Linked DNA regions of Mus musculus: region 2 is linked to region 1. The links are chromatin contacts, called in public Hi-C maps. All regions are on one chromosome and are shown on one strand. Each heading gives the region's core, a stretch centred on a gene start, on an enhancer-like site or on the middle of the called end of the contact. The rest is flanking DNA. Distances are from core to core; before and after follow the strand shown. Region 1 holds the start of Gpr174 (G protein-coupled receptor 174). Region 2 holds the start of Itm2a (integral membrane protein 2A).

What was found. A called contact is a pair of places that touch in the nucleus more often than the background predicts.
Region 2: a Hi-C map of B cells shows a contact between it and region 1, with 15 read pairs. The contact joins the promoter of Itm2a here to the promoter of Gpr174 in region 1. A contact is called at or near these places in 1 of 39 promoter capture datasets (pre-B cells), 2 of 484 Hi-C or Micro-C datasets (B cells and LSK cells), 1 of 115 datasets of contacts at active chromatin or transcription factors (memory CD8 T cells) and 1 of 9 other capture datasets (liver).

What each region holds. Positions count from the first base shown.
Region 1 is chrX:107,253,975-107,258,261 of GRCm38.p6, reverse strand. Gpr174 (G protein-coupled receptor 174) reads right to left here and starts at 2,384. Exons shown (of 5, transcript NM_001358747.1): 1 at 2,146-2,384; 2 at 1,763-1,866.
Region 2 is chrX:107,400,578-107,405,037 of GRCm38.p6, reverse strand. Itm2a (integral membrane protein 2A) reads left to right here and starts at 1,678. Exons shown (of 6, transcript NM_008409.2): 1 at 1,678-1,932. The coding sequence starts at 1,822.

The sequences.
Region 1 (4,287 bases), core at 1,135-3,634:
TTAAAGGTGTGCGCCACCACACCTGGCTGGAAATACATTTTAATAGGTAAGAGAGATTGGATGGTTTGCACTCCATTTCACAGGACTGCATAGTAGTCACAGAAAGGAGTTAAATTCTATTTCTGCTTTTTGTAATCTGATTGATATGAGAAGAGAGAGCACAATATCAGCAAAAGAGAAAATACATACTATTTTCTCCCATCAATTTCAGCTGCCCAGCAGAAAGAGAGTTAAATTCATGAGTCTTCTGGTAAAAGTAAGCATTTTGGAACAGGTAGTGTCTCATTTTTGTTTCTTGAGAGTTTTTTTCTGCCAGTACAATACCCAGCACCATATTGCACTGTCCCCCACCAGAATAAATGCATTTGATGCATTTACCATAATAAGATTACTGCAAACAGAAAAAGGAAGAACATGTTTACTCAAGAGCAAAATGAAATTTCTGCAATGAACACAAACTTCTCAGAGAACGGCTTTTATGAATATTCAGCAATGTGGCTAGCATAATGTCTGCTTAGGCTAACGAGTTTCAATTATTTCTATAAGATGGATGCATTTCCTGAATAGCTGAAGTTTACAAAAGCTGGAGGAAAGAAATATTCTCGGCTGAATGACTAAAGCTCTCTGAAGTAGCCACTTTTGCTTGTTCAATAACATTATAACTTTACTTCCATGGAAGATCACACCAGTATAAAAGCAAATCAAAGAACCTCAATCTTTACAGCAAAGCAAGCAGATACCTATTTGGGGTCCAATCCTTGGTCATATTCCACATTCCTCTGCATCCCTTCCCTCACCTCAGATAGGAATTCACCTTTTATTTATTTATTTTTAAATCTCTGGATACAGCTCCTAATAGTTGTATACCAGTGATAGCTTCATATTTGTCTAAAGTCACAAGGCATCTTTCTTTATATTTCCAATCAAGAAAAAAATAAACAAAAAAATTTATAAGCAACGCACTTACATTTTGTAGAAAACAAGTTAATTCAATTATACTGATCAGAAATATAAATTAAACCCTTTTTGTTGTTTTTATTGTACTAGTGTTGCTCTGATAAGTATAGTTTATCTAAAAGAAGCAGAAAAGCTGTGCCTGTTTGTGTTTCTTATTTTCCTCCTCTCACTTTATAAATACATCTTTTCTTCTAGACTGCTCTTTTGATAGTAGAATCTCTCTAAAGTTACTTATAACTATACTTTACTTCTACAATAAAAATATGTAACTCACACAGAGAGGAGAATGAATTCATGCTGCTTAACATCTTGAGATACTGTACTTATCATTTTCGAAAGCATTTTGAAAGAGGCAATGAATCAACTATTTTTTATCTTTCAACAGTTTAAGAAAAAACATCACCAAAATATTATAGCAAAATATAGATGAAAATATCCCCGTATGTTTCTGCAAGTAATCTTTCTTAATGCAAGCTAGGTTAAATTACAAATATTTATAGTCCTATTTTGTCTGGTATCAGTTGTGCTAAATACATTATTACACAAAGAAATATTCCATTTCAAACTTACATTTTACCAAGTTTGAAGCTATATTCTTCTTCCCACCTGAAGCAGACAATCATATAATTATTTTTGCTTGTGCAAATTCCAAGAAAATGACCTTTGTGGATGGTCCAAATTCATTATATTCATAACTATTTAGATCTGACAGATTAGCTAGAACCTGGTGCCAACTGTCCAATTCTAGATATCAAGGGTGAAAGGCATATCAGAGCTAATTATTCATTAACAATTTGGAGCCTACCGTTTCAGTTTCTTTCTCTTTTCTCCAGAAGTCTCCAAAGAATTCATGTGACAGCCACTCCAATGAGGATGCTACTGATCTGTGCATTGATCCAGCTCCGTTTTCTGAAAACAACCAATCCAATCTTCATTTACTCTCCCCCAAAAAAGCAGTGAAGGAGAAGAGGGAGGAAGAGGGAAAGAGGGGGAGGGAGGGAGGAAGAAAGGGAGGGAGGGAGGAAGGGAGGGAAGGAGAGAGAGAGAGAGAGAGAGAGAGAGAGAGAGAGAGAGAGAGAGAGAGAGAGAGAGAGAGAAGAGAGAGAGAGAGAAGAGAGAGAGATGTAACAATAGAAAAATGATGAAGGGAAAAGGGGAAAAGGCAGGTTTAAAAAAGTTCAGGATTACCAAACCACTACCATGTTGGAAAATATGGTAGTGAGTTGTCAGAGTGAAATATGCAAGCTGTTCTGAATACATTGAAGATTTCCGTTTTCAAGTGGGTGAGCAGATCTCTCTCTCCCTCCCTTCCCCTTTCCTCCCTCCTCTCTCTCTCTCTCTCTCTCTCTCTCTCTCTCTCTCTCTCTCTCTCTCTCTCTCTCTCCCTCTCTCTCTCTCTCTCTCTCTCTCTCTCCTTTCTCATTAATGATACAAGGCTATTCAACAGGCTGAACATAGTGCCTGCAAAGCTTCATATTTAGCAGAAGAAACACTCCTTTCTAATTATAGGGTCACACAGAATTGTCTTCTAGTTTTGTGGTTGCACTGAGCTTTGAGTCTGAGATAACACTGAGACTGTTAACTGAGTCATTTGCAGAAGAAGCTAGGTGCCTTCTGGTCCCTTTTATAGATACCAGACCAACACAACCTTCAGTATGATGCCTTTCCCCAGCTCTGCACTTTTGTTTCAGTATTTAAATGGACATTTCTCTAAGTATACGGTAGATTCTAATAGTAAATGTCAGGGAGAGAATGATCTCTGCCTAGAACATTCCTAAATATACAAGCCTGTGACATTGACACTGAAATAAATACTCTACTTCTTAAGAGATATTTTGAATTATAATCACCTTTTAACTTCCTGTTCACCATTCTTTGTTTTCCTCAGTGTCCCTGTGATCAGAAAGTGTAGATAGGCCTCCATTTCCTCCTAGTGGTTAGAGAATTTCCAGTCAAATGGGGCCAGTTTTATGTAAAATATAGACAGTTCCTCAGGTTCTTGAGGATGATGTTCCAAGGAATGTAAGCCCAGTATCTAAGCCCAGCGCCACACTTCATGAAGCATCAAACACTTTCCACACCAACATGGGAAGATGAGGAGGAGGAAATCTGCAAACCCTGACTAGTCATTCCATATCAGAGCAAACAAAGTTTCCACTTAAGCCATAAGAGAGATGAAGGCTAGTGCAAGTTCAGTCTCAGGCTTGAACATAACCTGTATGGTGTAGTTTAGGGAGTGTGTGAAGGCCTTCTGCCTCAAAGGACTCTTATACTGAGCTTGAGAGATTAGTTGGTCTTCTGGAAGTAAACATTTCTGAGATCTTGATTTTAAATTTTTAATGCTCAAAAATAGAAAAATAGTCTTATTAAGAAACTTTGGTGAATATATTAATTCAAACTAGAAAGAAATTTGTAGCAGGAGTGGGATATATTATAAACCTAGAGACAGACCAATGGGAAAACTGATCTGCTCAAGACTTGTTACAATGCCAATGATCTCTAGTGTCAAATATATATATAGGGATAGAATTTCAGTATATATATATATATATAGGAGTAATCAAAATATGCATTAACCAAGATATGGGTACAGAAGAATGAAATATGTTACCCCTACTTTAGCTTTTTACTTTGTATTCTGGGATCTGGGATGCCATAAGGGATACTTTTCTTGTTTATTTAAAGTGGATTTTCCACAGCAATGATCTCAGCCCTCCCATAGGCTTACTTCATTCTATTCTAGACATACTGAATCCTTGCTATGTGTAAACACAGTAGATCAAAAAGAGGTGGGGAGAACAAAATGGTGAGCAAAGGATGGGAGGTAAGATGATGGGGAAGGAAAGGCTGCCAGCTCCAGCAGCTTTCTGCAGTCTCATCAGACAGGTAAGGTATTTTGAAATTTTCTCAAATACAAGACAACATGAATGTGATAAGTATCTAAGAATGTCAAATCTAGTTCTGTAAGATATAGGAGGAATCTAAGCATCCAGAAGAGCTACTGTAAGGGATAGGATTTCAGTAAAAAAGCTGGTCAAGTCTTCCAGTAGGAGAAGGACTTAGGTAGGTTTATTAAGAATGCCAGAGTGTGGTGGTACATGCCTACAATCTCAGATCTTGGCAGGCTAGGGCAGGAGGATCACCACAAATTTAGGGCAAACGCCAAGTTTTGTAAAAATTCCTAATTCTTGTTGCTTTGGAGTGGAACTTCTTGGTAGATTTTCCTCAAATATGTTGCGAACACAGGCACATCTGTTACCTACTGTGCAGCATGGCTTCTGAGAATTAAGTCTGCTGCCTCAAATAGAACACATACAAGCTAATCTATGT
Region 2 (4,460 bases), core at 429-2,928, 150 kb before region 1:
AATAGCATCTTGTTATCTGATCAGCTGCTTGCATTTAGTAGGTAAGTGTGTGGAAATAGGTATGCATTCAGTGATGCAGGTGGTGTGGGTCAGTGTAGTACAGATCCTAACTAAGTGGTCATAAAGGTGAATCCCAACAGAGGGCAACTGAAAAGAGAAACATACCGGGAAAACTGAGGTTTTCTATGCCAAAACTAAGGATTGCCTGACAAATGTTGAATTATGATAGTCAGACTTAGGTAAAAAGTGAAAGAGCAAAAGATGCCAGTATTTCTAAGTAAACTCTGACATCCTGCTTCTAAGGTCCTGACCCTGTGCAAGGCACAAGCTCCTTACTGTTCCTCTCCATCCACCTTCCCATCTGTGACCTATCAGAGAATATGAACTCTGTCTTTGCAAAGCCCCCACAGTCAAGACAGGAGAGGGCTTTAGAGGCAAAACAATCTCCATGGGAAAAACTCCAAGTTAGAATTTCTTGGACAGAAGGGAAGCAACTCAGCATATTCAAGTCTGTTCAGTTAAGTTGATGAGTAGGTGGGGAATTCTCTAGTAAAACGGTGTTTTGTTTTGTTTTGTTGGGGCTTTGTTTTGTATTGCTCCCTTCATACAACAGACCTCTATTCTGTTTTATGTAGCAAGACTATTTATAAACTCTCTACCACCAACTCTAAATCACCAGCCACCACAGCTTGAATTTCATTAGTTAGGCTCTTTATGTCACCAGTTTAAGAGAGCTGACTGAAGAAACACTTTAACTCTACTAGACGGATATCCATGTAAATCTTCACAATGCTTTGTAAGCCAGTCCGTCAGATAGTTTTCCTATGAGAGCCACACCAGCATCTGGTTATATTGTGTATGCCCTACATCCCTGAACACATAGGTACACACACCCCTGCTTCCCCCTACCCACCCCCCGCTGGTTACACAGCTGGTGGCTGAAGAGAAACAGGCTCTGGGCTGAGACCTTACTCTGGCTATCCCGATCAGGGAGAAAGAAATCTGGGTTATTTCACTGATTCATTAGGAAAGAGCTTTCTACCCTCCCTTCTCTGGATCTTATCATGTCCTGTCTGCAAAATGAGGAGTTAGGGAGACAAAAGCCCCGTCTTCCTCATCTAACATTGCTTTAAGTTGGAAAAATAAAATTATAAAAGAAAACAAAAAGCATGAAAGGAAAAACAATGTTGGACTATGAAACAAGCAACTACAAACTGACTTCTGGGTGTTCTTTAAACGGAAGATAGTCTAAAGGTGTAGAACAGTCAGGGAACTGTGCTTTCTGGCCTGGGTGGGTTGCAGAACTCAGAAACCTTGGGTTGGCTCCAAGTTACAGTCCCTGGCCCCGCGGGGGGCCAGGCCCAAGTTTGGGAAAACAGAGTCAGGGGCTATTGTGGTCCAGACAGAAGCAGAAAGACACGACAGGCAAGCTTCCTTCCTGCCTTGCTCTTATCTGAGGGTGCAGAAGGCAGTAGGAGCATGCCTGGGGTGCAGGTGAGGCATGTCTACCCTAAGCCGGCCATCAGCTCCAGTTCCCCTCTCTTTCCAACTAAGCAGCTACCCACCCCCACTCGGTTGCACTGCAGAGCTCGGGCCCCCTCCCGCTCCTCCCTCAGCACCTCCCTGGCCCCGCCCACCCTCTCCCACCCAGCCTGGGACTGCGTCATAAGTAAGCCCAGACCTGAGCTCGCTGCTGCCTGTGGAAGACTGGGAGAGGAGACACTAAGTGCTGCTCAAGCAAGCGCGATCCTCTCCTCTTTCAACCTGCAGCCCAAGATACTGATTCGAGCCGCGCCTTACCGCGCAGCCCGAAGATTCACCATGGTGAAGATCGCCTTCAACACCCCTACGGCGGTGCAAAAGGAGGAGGCGCGGCAAGATGTAGAGGCGCTCGTCAGTCGCACTGTCCGAGCTCAAATCCTGACTGGCAAGGTAGTTCCCACTGGGCCCACCTCTGTCTTCTGGGGTTTGGGGATGGAGAGAAAAGGGGGAATATGCAGGTGCAGAGAGTAAACTGTTGGCTGCCCTGCAGCGGAGTTCCAGGCAGGCCAATCTGCATTGAGTTGAGTGGGTCACCTTTTACTCTGCTTCAACTTATTCCCTCTGCATCCATGCGATTCTATCGCTTAACACCACCTACCCCAGGGAAGTTGTTGGAAGGAGTTTGAAGAAATTCCTGCATGTCATTTGTTCTGAGAAATGGGTTATGGAATTATCCAGAGAAGCAATTATAGCTACAGGGGCCGAGCAGCCACACGGAGTGAACAAGGGCAAGAGACTTAACTGTTCTTTATTTTTGACATGGGTAAAGTTATATGAATCTCTGTCTTTGTAGGACTGCTTTTGTGGCGGTTGAATGGAGGCAAGGGGCAGCCTGAACTCCAAACTGTATGTTCTGGGGAAAGTGTGTTTCTGCACGCGCATGAGCGCGCGCGCGCGCGCGTGTGTGTCTGTGCACGCGCGCGCGCACACCACCCCCCCACACACACAATTTTAGTTAGTGTTAAGGGTTAGATAATGGAGCTATTAAAACATATATTGGTTTTAATTCTTGATAAATCACGTTTAAAAATAAAATTTGAGATCTTATTGTTTTGGTTGTTATTATTTTTTACTTTTTATTATTTTTTTAGCAATATCCCTCATATAGCCATGTGAAGCATATCCATGTTGCTATTTAAACAATTCATTTTCCAGGCACTGGAGAAGTTCTCTCTTCCTAGGTTGTTCATCTAGACAAATTTATATTTCCTTTTAATGCCAACCATGTTTGTAGTGTCGATAAACTCTTTTTCCTCAGTTAAATCTTAGTTTGAAAAAGTGATAATATTTTCTTCTACTTCTGTGGAATCTGCAGTACTGGAGCTCGATCTGCCTTAACTTGTCCTGGTGTCTTTAGAGAGTTTTCTCTTCTAGGTTCAGACTGGATATTTGAAAAGTGCTTTGAGTGACATCTGAATGCATATAGTAAAACATAATTATGCATACAATTTGGAATGCCAATGTGCGCTGCCGCAGAACTTTCATCATGGAAACTTCCGATATTTAACTGCAATCAAACTAGCTTTTGTGTATCACACATTTTAGAACTCAAAAGTAACACCCCCCTTGCATTGTTGAGGTTTTAATTAAATGACACAAGGTCAAAAATATGTAGTTGTCTTCCTACTAACTTTGTAAATGAAACACGGCCAGATTTGAGGGGAGGTCTAAGGAGATGCCAGTTGTTAAAAATAGCCACACAGTAATCCTTTTTTCCCCTCGCCACCAAAAACTTCATGACTTGTAGAAAGATTCAATTAATATGTAATACTTCTGCCAGTCCTGTGGTGTGATGGGGACTAAATAAAAACAAACCTTTCACTTGATTATATTTTTTGTTAGGTTTCAGAGAAGCGGCAATAGAATCCTGTCCTGGCCCCCTTTGTCAGTAAAACATGACACATTACTTTGCGATATATGGATTAGGTCTGATCAACAGAGAATGAACACATTGGACTGATATTGGCAAGTGATATACAGTAACTTTTAAAATACACTTCAAAAAGAAATTAGCTATGATAATCAATTCGTTCAACTACACCGAATCTCACAAAGTTAAACGAAAACAAAAGAAATCCTTGTTCCTCCTAAATAGGGACCTCTAGTGAAACCGAGACCCTCATACTTTAGCCATACTAAACAATAAACTTCCTGAATTATTGGAAAAGAGATATGAAATTACAGTTCAAATTGTTCTTCTGTCTCAATAACAAAAAATTTCATTGCTCAGAGAATTTCAAATTAAGCTATTATGTGCCTTTTAGCAAGTCATTTCATATTTCCGCACCTAAATTTAATTATACAAAATGTCTCCTGAGATCCCACAGTTCTATGACAGTAGTTTCCAATCAAAATTTAAAGTTCAGTTTCTGTAGTGTTCAGTATTATATAGACTTTTAAGGAAAATAATTAAGACATTTCAGTATGTGTAGAATCTAACTGATGAAATAAGCTTAAATAAATTTTATTAAAAATATGAATCTCAAATTTTGACCTCTAAATTAAAAAAAAATCTTTATTTTGAAAACAAAATTATCAAATGATTTTCTACCCATGCTTATTCCATATTAACAAGCATTTTTTTTTACCAAATTTAATATAAGGGCAGTTAAATATCCAAGTATTATAGCAATTTCATGAAAAACTCCAATGGAAGGCCAACGAAAATAATTGTTTAATATCAGCTTGGGTTATCAGGGCTGAGATTGCCTGACTTCACTAATTCTATCGTCGAGATGTAATGTGGCCGAGGAGTATGTTGTGACATGCAAATTTAAAATGGCACGCCTTGCAGCTCCATGCCCTATAATTAATTGCTTCCTTTTTGTTTTGGATCTTTCTTTTGAGAATTCATCAGAAAATTATTGATTTCATAGAATGTTTAAATTACTGCTTCACAGACAGCTCTTGTATGTAGC